Regions from separate parts of the Gossypium hirsutum genome. Here region 2 is linked to region 1. Evidence: chromatin contacts called from public Hi-C data. All regions are on one chromosome and are shown on one strand. The core of a region is the stretch at or near the end of the contact, and the rest is flanking DNA. Distances in the headings are between cores, read along the strand shown.

Region 1 (6,531 bases), core at 1,204-3,703:
TAGAAATGATTACATTAATCAAGTTGGAGAAAATTGAGGATTCAAAACTCCTATAACCTGTTATGTATATTTGAAATGTCTATCAATTTTGAGGACAACTTATGCAGAAAAAGAAACTCAACTAGACAAGACCAAAACATCTAGGCACTTGGCCATTCATTCACCTTGAAAAAATGACACATCAGTTAAACTATAGCATGGAATCTCTAAATTCAGTACAAGTTTCTACTTGATTTTGAATGATAACAGCATGTATACCGTGTTATTATTGTCTATCACAACGGCATCTGGCAACAGTCTCCCATATACCATACAACAACATTTAACAGCCAAAATCTGATGAATGTTATAAAGAAGATAACAGGGTTTTGCATATGTTACCCACTAGCATTCTCACCGGAGGCATCATTTGCCTCATTCTCACCATGCTGTAGTTCCGCAATTTCAGCCTGCGCTCTTTCCATGATCTGCCTCTTCTGCATTTCCAACTCCCTGTGAAAATCCATTCTCATCTTCTCCAATTCCAACATCTGCTGCCTTTTACTATTCTCGATTTTTTCATATATGTCGCTGAATTTCTGGATAGAATCTGCAAGCAATTTGACTGAAGAATCCTCGCCAGATTGCCTCCCAAATCTTCTCTTTTTAGGTGGCAGTCCATCTGAGACATCCTCCTCACTGTCAGCGAATTCAGAATTGGCTGGACTATCCCTCATTTCATCCAAACCATTTGCTCGGTTCAAATAAACTCGAGGGTTCATGAATACGTATTCACCCGAGTCAAATCCGCAAGAGAGACGACCCTGCTGTGGAGGAGTTGACATCAACATATCCACCTTCTTGAAATAAACCCATTTGCTAGTGGTACCACCAGTCTCTGTCAGCATAGCCTTTTCCTTTTTATATTTCTTCTTCAATGTATCCAACCGATTCCGACATTGTGTCTCAGTCCTTTCAATCTTTGAAATCTCTGAAACCTTCTCTGCAACTTCTTGCCATTCCTCGGTTCGGAGACTCTTCCTCCCACATTGCAAAAAGCAGTCACCCCAGGCATCTAGCAAAACCAATGTCTCATGCTCAGTCCAATCCGTAAGAGAATTCCTCCCACCGTATGAGGACTTTAGCACAGATGGAGCTGCAACTGCTGGTGTTGGTACTCGAGGAGCAAATTCATAACTTGACACTAAACTCTTCAATTTCCTCTTTTTTGGGTGCCTCCCCAAGTTGGCAACAACATTCTTTCGATCATCACCACCTTCATTATAATCATCCTCCTCCTCATCATCATCAAGCAAGTCATCCTCCTCCTCCTCCTCCTCCTCATCATCATCATCTTCATCTTCATCTTCATCTTCATCTTCATCTTCATCTTCATCTTCATCTTCATCTTCATCGTCCATGCCTTCTCCTACATACCGGACACCATTACTTCGGTTAAGAGTTTCCTCTTCTTCTCCCAAATCCTCCACTTCGTCCTCCCCATCTTCATCATCGTCAACATATTGATTCCTAATTGGTCTAGAACTCGGAATATTTCTTAGAGGAAGCTTTTGGGGATTTGAAGAACCATACCCCTGCTGGTGGCTAACACCATAAGGATTTGGAGGATATCTAGCATCATCCTCAATGTCATCCATTAAAACCAAAAACTGACCTCAACAATGAGACAACCCTAAAGTATCCTTAACAATCTAAGCCAATCTCAAAAACAAAATTTCTAATTGGAGGTACTTCCAATCCCCAATTTGCTCTTCCCCATCCAATCAATCTTTGACAACATTACAACAATCATTATTGTTTTGCCAATTACGATCCCCACTAGCACTCATTAACATTCCTAAAACCCTCGATTATTTTTCTTGATAAAAAGGAAAGAAGTCATTATCGAATCAAATAACAAAAACCCATAACAGATTGATATAAAAAAGGACAAAAAAAAAGTTTTTCAACTCAAAATCACGGAATTCTCAAACTTTCAACACACAAGTTCGCAAAATTCAACCCCCACCATGTTTGTTTACCAAAAGCAAAAAGGGAAAAGCCAATTAAAATTCAATTTCCTTTCTATCTTGTTACTTTCCAGCTGTTGATCACTGATTCATCCTTCACCAACCAACAGAAAAAAAATTTCAAATTCCAATTAAACCCATCATCTCAAAATCAATAAAATAACCCTAATGTCAAATCAGACCATTCATAACTTACCTGGAAAGTTCTCAAAAATGCTTATAACTTCTCTTAATCATCAAACTTTTAATTGAAGCTCCAAGAAACCCCTAACTCACAAAATTAAGGCAAATTGAAAACGCTTCATTTCTATTTCTCTCAGGAAGAAGATTTAACACGAAAAGAGAAGAAAAAAACAGACACTGATACAGGCGAGTGTAAAATCTTGGAAGAAAAAAAGAAAAGGGGTAATTGAGAGTGTAAAACGAGGATTGCTGCAATTGCACGCCTTGTTCTTAATATGATTGGATAACAGGCCTTGATATTTAGGAGCCCATTTGGGTAGGTAGATTGTTAAATGGGTTTTCATGATAACGTAGGCACTGGGTTGTTTTGTCTTTTCATTTAAGGTTCTTGGTTTTCCAAGTGAAATCAAAAGTTTTCAGCCCATTGGGTGACAGGAAAAGCTTGATTCTTTCTACAAGAAGAAATTAACTCGGCTTAAAGAAAAAAAGAGAGATTAACTTTCCCTCCGTTGAAATGTAGCTGACTTTTATATACAGGTAAGAGAATTACTACAAAAAAAACTTAAGCTTCAATCCCCCTCAAAAGAAGGTTCCACGGAGGGTGGAGTCCAGCTGAGCTGAAGCTTTATAATATTTTACTAATATGAAAAAGAAGGTTCTTAGAAGCGAAAATTGTAGAATTTGTTAATGGATACGCCTCTCTCCTCTATCAGCCTCCACGGTCAGTTTTCAATCTTTCAACTTTTTTTTTCTTTTGAATCAAAACCTGTATTAGTTTTCCTCAAATAACAGGCGCTTTTTTATTCTCAGCTTCCTTCCAATAAAAGGCATTTAGGTTCGGGTTTGTTTCTCTCAGGACTCACTGATTTACCAGATCCGAGTTCACCAAGTCTCAATTTTGGGCACACTGGCGTTGAATTTTCATTCTCCAAAAAAACTGGGTTTTTTCTTGTAACTTCGAAAAATTCCAGCTGGGCAACCAGTGGTTCTACTAATCCCTTTTTTTTTCTGAGAATTAGGGTTTCCAAGAAAAAAAAGCATTGGAGGAACTAGTTCCTTTTTAGGGTTTGCCACTTGGGTATAAGGAAAGTTTTAGTGTACATTGAGGAATTGGTTTGAAATTGTTTCGGTTTTGTGCTGATCTGGGAGAATCCGGAATTTGAAGGGGTATTGAATTGTAGACATGTTCTATGGTGCGGTGGTATGGGATCCTTGGCTTATTGTAGCCCAAATTGTTTGCCTTCAATGTTTATACTACCTTACTCTTGGAGTTTTCTTATCGTTTCTTGTTGGCATTCGCGTTTCTCGTATGAGTTTGGTCTATTTCTTTGACTTTGCATCGGTTACTACCTCTACCGTTACAGGCTGGTGTGTCATTGCTTCCTTTCTGCTCAGCTCAATTGCGGGGTGAGAATACAATTTCAATCTTGTCTTTTATAACTATGATTCATTTGTATGCTTCTTCAGGTCTGCTATCTTGAAATTTTGATTGTATTTATAGAACAAATGCTAGGGTTTTAATTTGCTGCATTTCAGATTTATTACTTATTAAATTTGCTTGAACATGAATACTTGATTTCAAGATGAATGATATTTAAAAGTTCTGCAGAACTAGGCCTAACTTATTTAAAAACTAGTTTGTGTGCTTTATAGCACCTTTGGGTTATGATTTAACTAAAAAATCTCCATTTCTCTTGTTTTTTCCCTTGATTATAGATTTTAGGACTGGCTTGGATCAATGTACAGATTACATTGTATGGTTGTGATATTTGTCTGTGTCATTTGTTCTATGATATCTATAAAGGTTAACATAAGAATATCTAAGCTTGAAAAGTTATTAATTATGGTTATTTTTGCTTATACGGTTTGTGTCCTGTATGAGGGAGGTGTTTTTAGTTCTGAATTAGATATTGCTTCTGTGAAGATCTAATTTTAACCTAAGTTATATTTTATATGTTCAGATACATGTCACTTGAAGTAAATTATATAAGAAGTTCTGAGATGATAATAATATTTGGCGTTTTCTAAACTGAGCTCATTTTAACTTCAATTTTGCTTTATTTGGATCTATGCAGCGCTGGGTATATGCTTTATTTGATTGAAAGGGCAAAGAAATGCTTAGATTTTTCAGCCACACTCTATATTATACATCTTTTTATATGCATCATGTATGGAGGTTGGCCTTCCTCAATAACATGGTGGGTTGTGAATGGTACTGGAGTTGCAGTGATGGCTTTGCTAGGTGAATATTTATGCATTAGACGGGAACTCAGAGAGATTCCCATAACACGATATTGATCAAGTAAGAAATAATTCCTAAATATGTTAAATTGATTTCTTAAGATAAGTGTAATGTAGAATATATATATATATTCAAGTCATTCTTTCTTGCATTTGTAAGATTGCTATTCATCTTCCTGCTCTACTTAATATATTCTGTTCAATGCTTTTCTGCCACATTAATTCTGTATCTGGTAAATAAGCAAAAGAATAGAAGTTGTTGAACTATGTCAAGTTAAAACATAAATGATTGAAAGACTTACCTGAGACCTTGCTAGTTTATGGTTGAACTTAGTATTTACATTTGCTCTCTTCAGTTAACAATTCTTTCTTTGGTTCCTCAATTGTAATATATTGGCTGACTTTTATCTGATGCAGATGTTTGACTGATAAAGAATCAGGTATGAAGAAATTCCTTGTGGCATTAAAATACATTGTTTCCCAATGCTTTGAAGGATATAATTATTTAAAAACCAAATATAATCCGCAATGAGAAAGATGAAAGAGAGCAACCATGAAAGTTTGGGATAGTGATGCTGAGGTGATATGAAGCTGAAGGCATTCATTTGGGTTTGATCTTTGAGAACTGTTTTCATATTTTAGCTGCATAGCTGATTAGTTTTTTAGTTTTTTAAGTCTGCATATGATTAGATAAATTTGGGGTTATCTGACCTAAGTATTTTCTTGATCTACAGTTTATTTATTTATTTTTTTCCTTTTCTGCTTTCAAGCATTTGCCACACATGTTAAGTATAAATGATGTGATTTGCTTGTGGATAATATCTTTGATTTTAGGGTAAACTTCTAAAATTAGATATTTTTATTTTTGTTAATTTGGTGACCGCTATTAATTAAATTGATCAATTTAATTATTTTTTTATTTTTTCCTTATTTCTTTCGTTCCTTTTTTTTTCTTACCTTTCTCTCTCCTCTCCTTTTCCCCCATATTTTTCCTTAAATCCAACACACAAATGCAATGACAGTTATTCCAAATGAAAATCCAGAATGCTGAGCGGAATGAGCAACCGTTGGTGTTTGAAGTGGCTATGAAAGCAATGTCGATGATGGAAATAAGCAAAATCCATATCAATAACAACCCGTGTTGTGCGGTCTGCAAGAGCAATTCTGGTTAGGGGGTCAAAGTTCTTAATATGCCTTGGGATAATTTGTATCATTCCAACTGCATACTCTCATGGCTTCAATTATGAAACTCAAGCTTTGTTTGTTGCCACAAATTACCCGCCAACGTTGACGGTAATGAAGAAGCCGAAATCGATTGTGTATATTCAAATTTGGGTGAGATTCTAGCTGGGCTGATTGTTTGGAGGTTACCCGGCAAAGGGTTTGCAATGGATAGGTTTCCAAGAAGAATTAGAGGAGGCGGAGAGAATAGAGAATTTTTAATGGTTTACACAGAAGTGGACGGTGGTTTTAGCGATGGAGGGTTGCGACAAAGGGTTTCATGGGTGAACCAAGGTCATAAAGGGAGGCAAAAAGGACGGGTTTTTTCTTTTTTTCTTTTGGGGACTTTTTTTGCGAGAGGATTGTCTTACTGGTTCAAGTTCTTCTAATTTTAGGTTAGTTTCTAGTTATTTTTAAACCCTAGATTGTGAAATCTCAAATCATCCGTAAATATTGAGGAAAAATAAAAATGGGTGTCTCTCAATTTACTACATTTTTGTCAATAATTGAGAGCATTCAAATAAAAAGAATGGAAAAGAAAGAAAGGAAAATAAATAAATAAATAATTGTATTTAACAGTGGAATAGTGAATTTGATAGCAATTTAGTTAATTTAATTAACAACAATGATTAAAATAACAATAAAAAAATTAATTATAGAGTAATTAATGAGTAATTTATCCTAAAGTATGATGAGTATGAAATGAAAACCTTGACATGTGAACAATAATATATACAAGGTCTATATAGCCATAAAATTTCGATACCAAGCCATTGCATTCCCGAACGCTTAGAAGACATTGAATTTTTGAAAAAAAAAATTTTATCAATGTCAAAATGTTTTTCAGTATGTTATATGTCACTCGAGCTGATACTAT
Region 2 (6,612 bases), core at 412-2,911, 290 kb before region 1:
GAATTACTTCACAAATAATTGATGTTTTCGATGTTGTCATGCAAATTTTTTACATAGACTATGATTTGGAAGTTCCTTTCCCTTCTCTTCTGGTTTATATATTAGACTGTTCCTTAATGAAAAAAACTTGCAGAGAGATTAATTCTTGTAGGCAGGTAACTCTTTTTTTAATGATATCGACCTTATTTTAATTAAAACATCGGGTCACAAGCAATGCATGCGCGGACCACAGAGGAAAATAAAGTAAAGTCAGTGTCTCATAAAGATCAAAATCCTTAACGAAAATAATAATACGGCCAAACTCCTTTCATAATTTCTAGGCTATTAAGGGGGAAAAAATTAAAGAGATTATTAAAAATATGATATCATATTTTATGAAAAAAATAGACAGTTCAAAAGCGTGTTACACCTAAACACTAATATATATAAAGATATTAAACGATAAGCTATAGGGAGTTGGGCATCGTATCAGGCCAAATTCATGGAAAATGACTTGCACCAAAAAGCAACAAATGTCTAATCAGCAAAGCACCACAAAACTTGAATAAACATAAAAAAGGAATTTTGGGGGAGAGCATAAGATTGATGATGAGTTCACTTGGTTAACAAATATTTCATACGCTACATCCTGATAAGTGATAAGGTTCAAAGAACCCTCCATGCGATTCATTTTAATGCACTTTTTTCCACAGAAGAAGAAATCTTAAAGCATAAAACAACCGCACCTAAATCATGAACCACAAATAGAAACCTTTAGATTGAAACAATTTATTGAATCACCAACACAGTAAAAATGGAGAAATGAGAAAAAGAACCTGAAAGGTGACTGATGCCAATGGCGCAGCCATGCCTCTATAGAGAGCACCAGGTCCTTCCGTGGCGACAACCCGGCGTAAGATCCTAAGGGCAGAACCTGAATCGGTGCTTTGTTGCCGGATTCTAAGGGTGTCAAGTGGATAACCGGAGATGATACCAGCCATTCCACCGAAACCTCCAGCCACAAATTCTTTTCCCCAGCTACTTGCAAGAAACTCTGGCCAAAAATCCATTATACGCTCTAAATTTCAATTATCCAAAACAAAACAATTGAGAATATCAAGTTTTTGAACCTATTCAGTTCCCTACTTTTTATAAACAAAGCCACTTGAACAAGACAACTGACTTTGAATCTTCTGTCTCTGCTCCAGCTTGGAAACAGATTTTCACCTTTTTTTGGTCAGGAAAAAGCTTTAAAAGGTCGGAAATTTAAATCATCCTCAAGCTTCTCTAACTCTAGTCTCTAAGATTACAAAAAAAGAAAAAGAAAAAAAGAGGCACTTCCTAGGCATAAAAAAAGGCAATATACCTAAGATTCCTTAAAAATCCGATTCTGTTACTTATCTGTCCCTTCAACTTATTTAGCTGCTCTCTTAAGTCCTACCAACCAAAAGTAAAAAAAAAAAAAAAGAAATAGAAAATTTTCTTGGTGTATCCCAGAAAGAGCAACACTAGGAGAGAAAGAAAGTAAAAGGAAAATAAAAGAGAGAAAAGAAGGCAAATGTTGAGAAAGCAGGTTTTGGTTATGATGATGGAAACAAATGGCACCGGTGGCAATTTTGTTGGGAGCGTCGAGTGTGTCCAGTAGGGGGAAACAGCCAAGCTCTTCTTTTCGGGTCCGCATTAGCGGCTCCTCCAGTGGCCCAACCATATATCTACACGTCAACTTGCCTTGGCCCTTCTTCGGTGCTGTTGGATCAGTATTCCATGAATCCTTCGTTACTTATTATTTGTCCCAAATACCAATGAAAATTGGTCTCAGTGGTGGAGTGACGCAACCCAATTCTTGCCCATATATTTGTTTGATTTTGATTTGATAATATAGTGATTATGCACTACTACGTACATAAGCACCAGCAGAAAATAGTTTTTTTAGATTTAAATTTTAGGTTAATACTATATATTAATGGTCGAGGTCAATTGGAGGCTGGCAGGTCATAGAAAATTTTTCATTTTAGATGTTTAAGTTTTTAAAATTTTAAATTAATAAAGGTAAAATTATATTTTAGTTCTTTAAAAATAATAAAATTTTAATTTAATCATTTAAAATTTACATTTTTATTATCATAAAAATTACAATTTAATTTTAACCCCCTCAAACAAAGTTTCTGCCCCCTTAAACAAATTTTAATTTAATTGTTTTTTTTATTGTTAACTTTAATTCTTTTAGACATCTTTATTACTCATATTGAAGTTAAAATACAATATTGTACCTTTACTTAATTATGATTTAAACTTCTTTTATCCACCACACAAAAGGGCAAGGCGACATACTCCAAATACGCTATAAACCCTAGTTGACATGCTAATCTATCTTAATGTTTCACTAAGTCTATCAGGAAACATTATAGTTACAATTAATATATATCTAAGAAGCCCATTAACACACATATGTATATATACACACATGTCATATAAGAGCAGATACTTTTGTTTAAATTCATATCAATAAAAAGCTTTATGAATATGTTCATTTTTTATAATATGGTTCACATAGAGAGCAATAAGTTCAATTACTAATAATATTTTCCAAACAATATTTGAGAAAGGTAGTAATGACCTCAAATTTAGCCAGACTTCTAAACTTCATCACTACACATATTTCCACACTTTTAGTATAGTTTTTAGTTATATGTTGATTTTATCCACCACTTAACAATATTGTTATATATTTAGCTATGGCATCATATTAACACTTTTCACTCATTAATTAACACATTCATAAATATATATATATATAAAATCATACAAACCAAATCATTTTCATTTTTCATCCCATAGCAATTCACTAACACATTTAGGCTATGAAAACACATAATCTTTATCATCCATTTTCACACTTACTATATATTTCTAATCATTTTCGTATTTATTTTTGGGTGCTCCTAAACACAATCTATTCTTCATGAACTTGAACCCATCGACAACTTACCATTAAGTTATTACTTGTGCATTCGAAGCCGATATTAGCTTCTCTTTGCCATGAAAGTTCAAACTCAAAGCCGTTATTTACTTATGATTTTATAAACGTATAAAAAAAACCTTCAATTAAGAGTTGAACCCCAACACCTCAAGTATTGTTCTTAATGGAAGTTTTATCTCTCGATTTGTTAAGGTGGGTTCACAAAGTGGCTGTACTGAAAGCTAGCACAAGTAGTTGCATTGTCGCTTATTAATTCTCCATAAGTTGTAGGGTAGGGGGGAGCCAAGGGGGCTAGCAGGGCCCTGGCCCCTTTTAAAACAGAAAATTTCGCTTTTAATCTTTTTATAATTTTAAAATTACACTTTACCGCCTAAAAATAAGAAAAATTGATTTAATCATTTAAAACTTATAAAGATATAAGTTATTAAAATAATGAGATTTCACTTTTGCTATAATAAAAATATATAACTTTATCCGTCCCTCAAAAAAATTTTTGACTCCACCCCTGTTATAGGGTATGACTAGTAGAGGTGTGCATGCCGAAAAATGGGCCTAAAATTTTGCCCAAACCCGACCCGAATAAAAATGTTAAAGCCCGGGCCGGCCTGGCCCACCTATATTAATTTTTATATTATTTTTATATAATTTTAAAATATATATAAACCACCAAAAATACTAAGAACATCAAATTAATATTTCTCAACAAATTGAAAATAAATTTTAAAAAAATGTATACTTAAATAACACTAAAATAGATGCAACTTAACAAGCAAATGTTTCTAAAATAATAACAAAATTAACAAATGTCTTTAAAATAATAATAAAAATTAACAATAAAATAAGTTTTATACAATATCCAAACAATAACAACAAAATAGTAGCAACATAATAGTAAAATAGCAGTAAAATAGGGAGAAAATAATAAGAAAATAATATTAAAAAAAGATTTTTTGTCATGTAGTGAATTCGGGTCCGGCTCGTTTTTTAAACGGGCCTTATTTTTTTCCCAAGTCTATTTTTCGGGCCTATATTTTTACCCAAATCTTCTCACATTTCAGGCGGACATTCGAGCCGGACCGGGTGGCCCAGCCCATGCACACCTCTAGGTATGAGTCACTCCTCTTCAAATTATCTTTTCATACACTCAAAAGTTCTGAATAAACTTTATAAATCCACTTGAATTCTCAACAAAACTGAAAACTGAAAGACAAAATCCTCCATCGGGGTTGGAAATCCTACCCCTAACAAGTTCCATCTAAACATCCATGTTGAATTTTGTGTTCATCCTGGCCATGCTCAGTCACGCGTTTTTGGAACTTTTACATTTTCTACAACATTCTAACTTAAGCTCAGCCGCTTACTTTTGGTTGGCATGTGACTTCATTTAGTTAAGGTCCTCTCAATATTTTAGCATCTCTTGGTCAAAAAATAAATTGGTTTAATCGTCAGCAGTCTTCGAAAAGGAACTATGTGAGGAAAAGTTGACTGGGAAATTAAGGTATGTATGCCGTGTAAGCAAAGTAAAACAAGAGGATGTTGCTAAACATCTACTTAGAAATAGAAGTGTACGACGCCAAGGTTACAATATCTTTAGGATTGATTAGGTTGTATATGATTGTCAAAGAAACTGTATCCTATAATGTTAACCAAAGTTAACGTCTTTAATTGATATAAGCCATCAAATATGAGCGAAATCTGTAGTATTTGAAAAAGGTAGCGAGCCAAAACTGGACTCTTCCTTAATGGCAAACACAACAAGAAATCTTCTCCTCTTTAGTCTTTCATGTTTTATCCCCTTGCTTTTTAGACCTACATGTTCTCAGATAGCCACGATAGCCCAAGGCCAACAGCTGAAACATGATCAGGAGTTAGTTTCAACTTCTGGAATGTTCAAGTTAGGATTCAAATCTGTGCACGAGGATAATTCCTACTTGGGAATATGGTACAATGGGGAAGATGACAATCTACTTTGGGTTGCCAATCGGAACACCCCAACATTTGGCAGTACCGGGATTCTTGAGATAGATGATCGGGGCAGCTTGAAAATTTTACATCAATTGGCGGACCCTGTGGTACTGTACTCTGTTGAAGAACCAAGTAACACCAGTGTTACTCTAGAGGATTCTGGAAATTTCGTGCTACATGAACTGAAAAGGGATGGGTCTATTAAGCGGCTTCTATGGGAAAGCTTCGATTATCCTACAGATACGCTTCTTCCAGGGATGAAACTTGGGATTAACTCCAAAACTGGTCTCAACTGGGCTCTGACATCATGGAGAAGTGATAAGTCCCCTGCATCAGGGTCTTTTAGCCTTGGGTTGGACCCTAGTGATTCAACTCAGTGGGCTATATGGTGGCGAGGGGAAGTCTACTGGAAAAGTGGGTCTTTTCAACATGGGTTTCTCGAGGTCTTCTTATCCAATAGTTCCTACGATTTCTTTTACGTTTCGAATGAGAACGAAACATACTTCAATTATACTGTGAAGAAAGCTGTTACCATTTTCCCAAGGTTGAAACTGAATTCGGAGGGTGAGCTCGTGAGTTACAAGGCGGATTCTGTGGCTTCACAAGTTTCATGTACCAAAAACATGAGCATAGGGTGCATGAAACTGAACGTACCTGAGTGTAGTAGAAGCTTGGGAAATAACGTTTTCCAGAAGCATGTGGGTTACATGTCCAACACCGGGTTTAAATTCAGTGAGACCGACAACCTGTCTCGAATTGATTGTCAGGCCAAGTGCTTGGACGATTGTTCTTGTGTGGCGAATGCTTCAAAAAATGATGATGGGACCGGCTGCGAGATTTGGAGCACTGGAGTCAGTTTTACGGAATCAGGTACCGGAGATAATAAGCTTGATGTCAAGCGTGAAGTATTCATTCTTGAACCAAGAGGTAAGACTTGATTTACATTGTGAAAAATTGAAGCATGCATGTCTTAAGTTTCTACTTAAGTTAGGGGAATTAGCAGTTAACAGAGATTCTCAAGGAATCTGAATCCAATGATAAGTTGATACTTATGACACTATGAATTAATGTTTTCTCATTTCAGAAAACAAGTGGTGGATATGGCTGATCGCATCAGTTGGCGTAGTTATGATTGTACCCCCAGTATGCTCAATATGTTACAAAATATGGGAAAACAGCAACAGAGGAGGTGATTATATCCTTAAAAGGGAACTGAAATGAGGATCTTAGTTCCTTTTATGCCTAAGCTATCAATGATCACCTGATAAGAACATCTTAAATTCCTGTAACTTGATTATTAGGGGTTGGAAAGATGAACCAAAGGGTGCTGTTTGATGAAATTGGAGGTGGTGCAATGGCTTCAACCAAGAATGACACTTTGATAAGTCGCAGAACAGATGGACATGATAACCAGTTGGATGTGTTCAGCTTTAAAAGCATTGTTGCAGCTACAAACTGTTTTTCAGTAGGAAACAAGCTAGGAGAGGGTGGCTTTGGTCCGGTCTATAAGGTAATAAATGGTGTCCCGGAACCGAGTTTAATATTTATTTGCAAATTACTAAAGAGATAATTTCAGGGAAAACTTGTGGATGGGAGAGAAATAGCAGTAAAGAGACTTTCAAGTCATTCAGGGCAAGGATTGGTGGAGTTCAAGAATGAAGCCATACTCATTGCAAAACTACAGCACA

What was found. Hi-C and Micro-C count contacts between places; a contact is called where the count stands out from the background.
Region 2: a contact with region 1 is called in a Hi-C map of leaf, with 1.8 times the contacts expected there. The contact joins the promoter of LOC107897201 here to the promoter of LOC107897245 in region 1. A contact is called at or near these places in 2 of 34 Hi-C or Micro-C datasets (both in leaf).

Annotation. Positions count from the first base shown.
Region 1 is chrA10:12,881,844-12,888,374 of Gossypium_hirsutum_v2.1, reverse strand. LOC107897245 (trihelix transcription factor ASIL1) reads right to left here and starts at 2,453. Exons shown (of 2, transcript XM_016822626.2): 1 at 2,206-2,453; 2 at 129-2,103. The coding sequence starts at 1,637. The coding sequence ends at 378. It overlaps LOC107897247 (protein SYS1 homolog), which reads left to right and starts at 2,528. Exons shown (of 5, transcript XM_041078752.1): 1 at 2,528-2,913; 2 at 3,003-3,599; 3 at 4,268-4,494; 4 at 4,851-4,873; 5 at 5,456-6,145. The coding sequence starts at 3,376. The coding sequence ends at 4,490.
Region 2 is chrA10:13,167,568-13,174,179 of Gossypium_hirsutum_v2.1, reverse strand. It overlaps LOC107897201 (mitochondrial arginine transporter BAC2), which reads right to left and starts at 1,661. Exons shown (of 3, transcript XM_016822561.2): 1 at 1,126-1,661; 2 at 816-1,033. The coding sequence starts at 980. LOC107897203 (G-type lectin S-receptor-like serine/threonine-protein kinase CES101) reads left to right here and starts at 4,545. Exons shown (of 7, transcript XM_016822563.2): 1 at 4,545-5,851; 2 at 6,009-6,113; 3 at 6,226-6,434; 4 at 6,501-6,612. The coding sequence starts at 4,702.